Regions from separate parts of the Mus musculus genome. Here regions 1 and 2 are each linked to region 3. Evidence: chromatin contacts called from public HiChIP or PLAC-seq data. All regions are on one chromosome and are shown on one strand. The core of a region is the stretch at or near the end of the contact, and the rest is flanking DNA. Distances in the headings are between cores, read along the strand shown.

Region 1 (3,058 bases), core at 160-2,659, 160 kb before region 3:
AGTAAGACTGGGCGAAGGCTCCACGCTAAAGAACCAAAGTGGCCTGCCAAGACTGGCCTGCGATCTTCAAACTGGTTTCTGTGGAAAGAGGGGCCAGTGTTGATGGGGAGCAGGGTGCAGAGACTCCTGGTGAATGTCTTGCTCTGAGCCAGGCCAGCAGAGTAGACACAATCCTGAGCCTGCACCGGGCGCCTTGCCTCTTCTGGTATCCCATCATCCCTCTGTGCACCTAGCTGAGATCCAGCGCTCCTCCGGGCAGCTTCTGTCTACTCTGGGAGGACACCCACTGTCCTCAGTATTCCCCATTACCCCTCAGCCTCTCCCTCTCTACAGACACAGACACTGCCACGTCAGAAGTTCCCCCAGATCTAGAGACCGGGGCTCCCTTTCCCACTAAGAACTGTTATGCTGTCATTGGGCTGTCGGGCATCTCTGATCTATCTAGACGGGAGGGCTCTGTCTGCTCCTGGGTCGGGGGTGACTCCAGATCACAGCCTCTTTCTAGGGCTTATGTGGCCAATTGCCAGCATCAGGGCAGACTGCAGCTAGCCCTCCTCACACTACCTCTCTCTGGCTTCAAGTCTGGCAGCAGCCCCTCCTCTGCCGGGCATCTCCACCATTCTTACTGACGAACCTGGTACCACTGGGAACACTACAGGCAGCTCCTAACTTCAGTCCCCTCCAGGGCCAACAACATAAACATTTCAGGGCACATACAGTTTTCATTTAGGCCTCCTGCTGAGTCATGTGAACAAGGGAAGGCCCAGAAGGGTTAGGATGGCCCGTCCTCACAGTTACCTATGTGTCAGTCACAGAGTCTCCGTGTCTTTCAGAATTTTCCCATAGAGAGGTTTCCTGTGATGAGGAGCGTCAGGAAATCTGTTTCTCTCCTTTTATTTGATTGTACTTTCTCCCAGACAGCACATGGAAAAGAATTCTTGCTTTCACTAGAGATGTGTGCATAGAGTGTAGCCTGAGCTGAGGGCTCTGTATGAAAGGCACTCTTGTTGAAATTCTGCTTACTCTGACCTCCAGTGACCCAGACTGACAGAACACCTCTATTCCTTGGCAGAAAAGAGGAACGCCCTGGGGTCCTTTCCTGGCCTGCTTTGCTCAGGCTTGGATGCAGGTAGTCGCAGGTGAAGTTCCACCTTTAGCCATGTGGGGGAGCCCACGTGCCACCACTCACATTCCACCCAGGAGGCGGGTTTTAGTGCCAAACGTCTTTTCTTCGCTTTTCTTGCTCACTGCCTCTCAGGCGTCTTAGCCCAGTGCGTTTTCATCAGTTCTTAGGGACTCGGCCTTCTGCAGTTGCAACATCAGAGAGCAAGGGGCCTTGCATGCCTCAGGAGAGAGGGTGCCCAGGCTCTGTGTCACCATTCTGAATAACGGTGAGTCACTGCCCAGCCTGAGCCTAGAATGTCCCGTTCTTATCCAGATGAATGACTCGCCTCTGTCTGTGGGGAGTCTCTGCACAGGGGAGGCCAGTGTGGGGGAAATACCAAAGATCTCCTTTCCGGAAGCAAGCACAAATAAAATTTCATTGGAAAGGTTGGTGGGGGACATTGTCTGTGTTCTCTGGCATGCACCTGTGTGTGCCCTTTCCCTTTCTGCCCCGGGTTAGGAAGGAGTGATGTTCAGAGCCAGGACCACGGAAGATGCTGCTCTTCAGACTTTCTGAACCATCATCCACAGCCAGCAGGGCTTTACCAATCAGTCACATCTGTGTACGAATCTGTCTCAGGAAGGAGCTCTCAGCCTTAAGACCTGGGATACCCTCTATTTTTTTAAAAATTTTCATTAAAAAATTGTTGCTTGCAAACCACTTAACATTGAGTTGATAAACAGTGTGACGAATACAGCCTTTGCCAGCCTCCTGCCTGTCTGGAAGTGGGGATCTGAGGCTGGGAAGACAGGACAAGGTGTCCAGGTTCCTGGGGAAGGGAAGAGGGACATGTGGTCACTGTGTCTGGGACACAGCCTTCCCTCCCTGGATTCACTTCTGGCTCCCTTAGGGTCCCTGTAGCTGTGGCTTAGCACTGGCCTGCAGGCCGTAACCCTGGGCTGGCTCTGACCCCGCCTGGGATCTTCTAACTGCACCCTGCTCACTCCCTGTTGAAACAATGGAAGCAAAAGTCTGCACCTTGCCTGGTGGCTCTGTGGTCTCCCCACTGATGGGCAGATGCTAAATGCTATGCACAGGCACACCTTGTCCTGCCAATAGCCCAGTGTGCCACGTGGCAGGGCCTTAGTGACTGAAGATTTGAAACTGGGAAAATGTCCAGTGTTGTCCAGAAACTGTATGTTAGATTCTAGAAGCCATGCCAGCACCCTGTGGGGCCTGTTCCTTTCCAGGGGACCCATGAAGGGCTCACATGGCTGAGTCAGGTTCCTTGGGTAGGCCTGTGAGTCCACTATGGGAAGGACACAGGGGCATACAAATGGCAGAAGTTGTCCTCCTTGGGGCGACATGCCAGTTAGCATCTCCAGGCTAGATCCTGATTTCTAATTCCAGGCAAATGTTCCTGGTAACTGCACTTTAAGTAGTCCCATCTTGTTAATTTCTTGCTTCTTCTTCTTTTTTTTTTTAAATGATTTTAAAATTTTTATGTGCATGTTTGCCTGCCTATGTGTCTGTGTGAGGGTATCAGATGCCCTGGAACTGGAGTTACAGACAGTTGTGAGCTGCCATGTGGGTGCTGGGAATTGAACCCAGGTCCTCTGGAAGAGCAGCCAGTGCTCTTAACCACAGAGCCAGCTCTCCAGCCCCAATTTCCGGCTTACTATTGCTCTGGAGAAAATACTCTCTTCTCACTTTTGCTCCCCAAATTAGTGGAATCAGAGCTGCCTTCCACTTGGACTGATATCTTAGCGCTCTCCCAGGAGGGCCTCCTCCGCAGCCTGACAGGCCTTGAGCTCCCCCATGCTCTTTTGCCTTCTTTCTCTGACTCTGACAGAGAGTCGGGGGTGTGCCATGCAAAAGGGAATGAAGAAGCCTCCAGAAAACCCTCATGGGGTTACTTCTTAGAGCTTAATTTCCAGGAACCTTTTTTGGATT
Region 2 (2,894 bases), core at 138-2,637, 240 kb before region 3:
CTCTCACCGCACAGGAAGATGGCGTTCCTGAGCTACCCTTGTTGTCAAGGGTCAGGCTTGCTGTCATGTTCCAAACCCAACATCTGCCCTCCTACCCCAGTTTCAGATCTCACGCTTTCCAATGCTGCTGGCTGCTTCAGGGAGGCACCAAGGGAGGTCGGCTCTCCCTTCTCTGCTCAGTTATCCATAACTAGTCTGGGTAAATACACAGATGTTCTCACAGTTGTCCACCTGCCCAGGCACTCAGAGACAGGGTCAGAGCCAGGAGGCTGACCCATGGGACAGCTCTCTGTGTGCTCGGTCATTAGGAAGGGGTTTTTATTCCTCCTAACACCAATGATAAATCAAGAAGTGCAATGGTATGGGTATAAAAATGTCATATCCAGATGATATAGTATAGGAGGCTAAAGAGATGGAGCACAGTTAAGCCCGAGGCTGCAAGAGCAGAGGGCCTGGGTTTGATTCCCAGCACCCACACACATGGCAGCTCACAACCATCTGTAACTTTAGTCCTGGGAGATATGACACCCTCTTCTGGCTTCCATGGGGACTTCACACACGTGGTACACAGCCATACCTACAGGTAAAACACCCATATATATATAAACTAAAAGGTAGATAAACCCACTAGCAACAACAACACAAAGAATCACCCCCAAAAATCCCAGGGCCTGTGCAGGTGAATCTTAAAAGACCAGCGGAGCCTACGCAGTAACAAGCATCCTGGCGGACAGGCAGATGGAGACAGATGTAAGGCAGGCACACAGCATACGCTAGGAGGGATGCGTCTACGAACCCAGGCAGTCTTCGGAAGCTGAGGCAAGATCCCTTCACAGAGACTACAGATGGGTGGAGTCTGCTGTGTTGCAGACGTTGGCTTCCAGAACTGCAAGAAAATGCATTTCTCTTGCTTTCGTCCATCAGTGGTTAATTGTCTGGACACACTCCTGAAACAAAGAAGAAAGGGGTGTAGAAGGCAGGGTGAGAGCCTCTGGTCAGCTGCTATAATGCTGCTCTCTCAGTCCCCTTCTTAGACAAACACACATTCCCCCGTTCCCAACTCTGCAGTCAGCTGAAATGCAGCTCAAGTAAATACCACAATCACACTGACACGCCCGAGGAGTGGAAGCAGGCATCGTTGTCAGTTGACCACACTTCTTACCCTGACACTGGAGGTGACCTCCACTGCACCGGACTGTACCTCACACTCAATGACAACCCAACTAGGGAAGGAAGTGTGGACCCTCAGGGACTCAGGCAGCCGCACAGAAGGGAAGGCGAGGTCTGCGGAGATCACATTCACACAGGATCAGTGGTAGCAGAGAACATATTTCAGAACACACGTGGGCATGGGTAAAAAGCCCTGTGGCCCAAGGCTGAGCCTTTAGGCTGTTGAGCACACCACAGTCCGCTGACTCATGTTCAGTCTGGCTCAGGAAGAAGAGGTGACTTTGTGTTTAGCCTGGTAGAATTGTTTTGCCTTGTTTTTGTTTGGCTTTTTGGACATAGCGTCTCACAGAGCCCAGGCTGGCCTCAAACTCAATACATAGCTAAGGATGACCTTGAATTCTGACCTTCCCATTTCCCTCCCCTCATCCCCGGATTACAAGTGTATACCACTGCACCTGGGTTATGTGGTGCTGGGGATCTAACCAGGGGGCCTGTGCGTGCCAGGCAAGCCTTTTGCTGGACATGGTGGCAGATGCCTGTGCGTGCCAGGCAAGCCTCTTGCTGGACATGGTGGCAGATGCCTGTGATTTCAACACTCAGGAGTTAGGAGTCTGAAACAGGTTGAATCTGAGCTTAGCAAGCTCTTACCTCAAAACAATTCCCTCCGTTGTTGGGAGATGGGTGCTAAAGACTTCTCCTGCTCACTTTACAGAAATGAGCAGCTGGGGTTTGAGAGCCAAGGAAGAGGCCTGTGGGATCAGAGGCCTCCAGGAGCAGAGCGAAGGCCAGGGTCAGCATTGGGAGGGAAGCCAGTGGCTTCGGTACACTTGAACATAGGAATTTGCAAAGCAAGTGAGTGACCTTCACCTGTTCCCAGGTGACTCTAGATAAGGCCTCGATGACAACTCTGAACAGGGCCCCGGGGAAGCTGTGCTAGGACTCCTGACCCAGGAGAGAGTTGACAAGAATGTGTTCTTAAAGCCACCGAGTTTGTGCTGATCTGATACACAGCAATGGGAAACTTCCACAGCCCACCACAAGGACAGCAGTGATGCTGACGATGGTGATGCTGACGATGGATCCCACCAATCTTGTGGCCCGAGCTTCTAGGTACCTTTGCAGCCATTTGGCTCCTTCACCGAGCCACACTGACTCACATGACATGAAGAAGCCAAGCCGGCTCTACTGTGCCTACACTTATTCCTGACGATACGACTCAAAACAGGGCTACGTCGGGGACTTGAGAACATCGGTACAGCATTAGATAAGGTAACGGCTGCTATTCTTGCCGGCGCTTGTATGAAGGAGCTCAGCAAATGCCTGTTCTTCATGTATTATTTCACTCTGTCAACGTGGCAACACTCTAAAGCTTGTGAGGGCATGCACATGCATGTGCGTACGAGCGAAAACACACACACACACACACACACACACACACACACACACACAGCCTTGGATATGGGTGGACTTGCTGTTTGGGAATGAATAACCCCTCCTCATCTGAATCTGAACCTCTTAGCCACCCTGAGGGGAGACCAGAAGAGAATGATTCATGGCAAGATGGGTCAAGCTGTCTGGAGAGATGCTGAAGCCCGGACCAGGGTTCAGGAACTGAGGACTGGGGGCTAACCCACACCCAGACGATGTGCTTTTAGATTGTTCCACAGACATAAGTTAGTTTGGTGCATATTTGAGGAAAAGTAGAAGGGTTCACCCTAGTGTAA
Region 3 (2,896 bases), core at 110-2,609:
TAGCGGGCTCTGCTAAAATTCTAGTTCAAGGTCGTAAGTAAAGACCACAAATCCACAGCCTGGGAAAAGTGTTCTCTCTCTCTTTCTCTCTCTCTCTCTCTCTCTCTCTCTCTCTCTCTCTCTCTCTCTCTCTCTCTCTCTCCCTCCCTCCCTCCCTCCCTCCCTCCCTCCCTCCCTCCCTTTCTAAGGAGAGGATATGCATTATGGCTGCCAGCAGACACCTTTACTCCCAGGTAAGAGTAACAAGGCCAGGCTCCCTGGGACCTCGCACGAGTCTCAGAAGCAGAGCACAGAGTGTGAATGAGGGTCCTGGGTCCCCACCTCAGCACTGCCAGCTGACACATCACACTCCAGGGCAGGAGCTGCAGAGACGGCTCAGCAGTGAGGAACACTTGCTGCTCTTGCAGAGGACCACAGTTTGGTTGCCAGGACCCAAGTCAAGTGGCTCACTACCACCTCTAACTCCGGTTCCAGGGGACATAACACCCTCTTCTGGCCTCTGTGGGCACTGGCGTTCGTGCACATACCCACACACATATACAACTTGAAAACAAATCAATCTTCAAAGAAAGAAAGCCAGGCGGTGTTGGCACACACCTTTAATCCTAGCACTTGGGAGGCTGAGGCAGCTGGATCTCTGAGTTTGAGGCTACAGAGCAAGTTTCAGAACAGCCAGGGCTCCATGGAGAAACACTGTCTCAAAAAACTATAAGCTAGAGAGAGAGAGAGAGAGAGAAAGAGAGAGAGAGAGAAGGAGGAAGGAAGGAAGGAAGGAAGGAAGGAAGGAAGGAAGGAAGGAAGAAAGAAAGAAAGAAAGAAAGAAAGAAAGAAAGAAAGAAAGAAAGAAAGAAAAACAGATTTTAAAACTCAAAAATCTAGAGACTGACTCCAGCCCCTCCTAGACCCAGGGCAGAGTGAGGATCCTGGCCCAGGGTTTACAGCAGACTCGGTCTCAAAATAAATTCTTAGTTTCAGACTGCTCCTATTCCAGGATGCCCTTTGGTTCAGAGATGTAGAGCCTCTGGGCCTCAGTTTCCCCATCTGTAAACCATCATTTTTTACAGGCAAGAGGCAGGAGGGACTGAGTCTTGCAAAGCTGATCCCAGAGTGCTTGCTCTTTGCAGCTGCAGCAGCTGCGTAGCTTGTATTCCAGAGTTTATGATCCCATTGCCCTCTGGGAAGTGGAAACCATTCACCTCGCCCCAAAAGCATCTAACGTCTTGGCCCAAATGTCTGCTTGTCCTGCTTGTTGGCCCGAGTGTGCAGGGGAGGGGTGGAGACAGCTCCCTCTGGGCAATGCTGAAGCACTGGGCGGTACTGGGAGGCTTGCTGAGTGTTTGACAACCAGCATGAGGTCACTGCCCGCCTCCCTCTGGGGTGTGATGTGTCAGCGATGGCCATTGGCCTACATGCCATGACTCAGGGTGGTAAGCATTCCTCCTGAAAGCCTCAACCCAACCCTGCTGCTGCCTTCCCCAGCTGCAGACTCTGCCCTCTCCCTCTGGCTCTGTCCTTCCAGGGCTCCAGCCAGGAATGCTAGGCAAAACACTATGTCAGCTTGAGTGACTACCCTTGGAGACCCAGGGTGTTCCTTGTGCTACCTGGGTCCCCTGCAGGGTCACAGGCTGTTCCCTGAAAGCTCACATAGATGCCTTGATGTTGCCCACAGTGTCCTCAGGAATGGTGGCACAGGCGATTCTGGATTTTAATGAGCATCTACTGCGTGCTCTAAGGCAAATGCTTGAGAGACAGCAATCTCCCTCTCAGGAATGCTGCCACCAATCACAAATTACCATAAACTGGGTGTCTGAAAACAACAGAAAAGTATCACTTCCCATCAAGCCAGAAGGAAAGAATCGAGGCATCAGCAGGTCTGTGTTCTTTGCGACACGCGACACTGCGGGGTTGGGAGGAAGCTATTCTGGCCTCTCCAGCCTGTGGAAGAACAATTTCCTCAGCTATATTCTCCAATCTCTGGTCTCAACTGGCCTCCTCTTCTCTCTTAGCCTCTGGGTCCAATCCTCTTCATAGGAAGACATCAGGGATGGGATGTAGAGGTCACGCAAATCCAAGATGACTGCATCCGAAGCTCTCTAGTCACATCTGCAAAAGCCCTACTCCTGAAACAGGTCATTGTCATAGACAATCTTGTGTCTTCCCTCAATATCAAAATGTATAAATAAACAAGCCAGCCACAATTTGCCAGGTGATCCCAGTCTCACTTGGTAGCTGGCTGGCAATCGCAGGTTGTCTGATTCTAATCGTAATTACTAAACTCTCAGACCACCTATCACAATATAGTCGGGATGTCTAAGAGAGGGTTAAAGAGGCAGCGTAGGTCAGACAGGCAGTGCTGAGTTGGAAGCAGAGCCAAATGCAAGCTGAACAGGTCTGGGGGCGGCGGGGGTGGGGGTGGGGGTGGGGGACAGGGGACGGTGGGATCTGCAGGGGACTGGAAGGCTCGGAGCCATCAAACACAGGGTCAGCTTGAAGAGGGCTGAGTGCTACAGGCAGGAAGCTGCATTTGAGCAGGAGACCAGGCTGCAGGCAGGAGGCCTTTGCTGCAGTAACTTTCATGGACCAGTGACTCTAGCACGCATGCACATTTGTCTCACCTCCCTCTCCCCCCCCCCAACCCCTTCTCTTATAATCCTGGCTGAGGGCTTCCATCTAGCAGGAGTGAAAAACACCTGTGGCTGTGGTTTCTAATCTGCTTAGGTGCAGCCTTGGGTGTTAGTATTTACTGGAATTACCAATCTGAGCTTCCTGGGGCTGGTGCCAGAAGCCGATGGCAGCTTACTGCTTTACAGTGCGGAGTAGGCCAGGCATGGTGGTGGTAGTGTATCCCTTTAACCCCAGCACTTGGGAGGCAGAGGCAGGTGGATTTCTCTAAGTT

Evidence for each region. HiChIP or PLAC-seq counts read pairs in DNA pulled down with a chosen protein or histone mark.
Region 1: a contact with region 3 is called in a FOXA1 HiChIP or PLAC-seq map of pancreatic cancer cells. The contact joins two enhancer-like sites. A contact is called at or near these places in 4 of 15 datasets of contacts at CTCF or cohesin (embryonic stem cells, large pre-B cells and stem cell-derived epiblast-like cells), 44 of 484 Hi-C or Micro-C datasets (B cells, the Ba/F3 cell line, DN2 thymocytes and 31 more), 23 of 115 datasets of contacts at active chromatin or transcription factors (the 230-238 cell line, SST interneurons, T-cell acute lymphoblastic leukemia and 17 more) and 1 of 9 other capture datasets (bone marrow-derived macrophages).
Region 2: a contact with region 3 is called in a FOXA1 HiChIP or PLAC-seq map of pancreatic cancer cells. The contact joins two enhancer-like sites. A contact is called at or near these places in 1 of 484 Hi-C or Micro-C datasets (double positive thymocytes), 9 of 115 datasets of contacts at active chromatin or transcription factors (bone marrow-derived macrophages, double positive thymocytes, embryonic stem cells and 2 more) and 1 of 9 other capture datasets (embryonic stem cells).

What each region holds. Positions count from the first base shown.
Region 1 is chr4:149,978,247-149,981,304 of GRCm38.p6, reverse strand. H6pd (hexose-6-phosphate dehydrogenase (glucose 1-dehydrogenase)) reads left to right here. Exons shown (of 5, transcript NM_001291004.1): 5 at 1-1,831. Among named protein-coding and RNA genes, the nearest start is that of H6pd, 23 kb to the left of the region's middle. Within about 2 kb of position 1,409, at least 206 of the 459 cell types and tissues checked have an H3K27ac peak or open chromatin away from gene starts, as enhancers often do. A contact at or near this core is called in the HL-1 cell line, bone marrow-derived macrophages, embryonic heart and 4 more, where this site is marked.
Region 2 is chr4:150,054,879-150,057,772 of GRCm38.p6, reverse strand. It overlaps Gm13067 (a long non-coding RNA gene), which reads right to left. Exons shown (of 7, transcript XR_390962.2): 7 at 1-947. Among named protein-coding and RNA genes, the nearest start is that of Mir34a, 12 kb to the left of the region's middle. Within about 2 kb of position 1,387, at least 23 of the 459 cell types and tissues checked have an H3K27ac peak or open chromatin away from gene starts, as enhancers often do. A contact at or near this core is called in pancreatic cancer cells, where this site is marked.
Region 3 is chr4:149,819,239-149,822,134 of GRCm38.p6, reverse strand. No RefSeq gene overlaps it. Among named protein-coding and RNA genes, the nearest start is that of Gm42354, 30 kb to the right of the region's middle. Within about 2 kb of position 1,359, at least 109 of the 459 cell types and tissues checked have an H3K27ac peak or open chromatin away from gene starts, as enhancers often do. A contact at or near this core is called in the HL-1 cell line, bone marrow-derived macrophages, embryonic heart and 4 more, where this site is marked.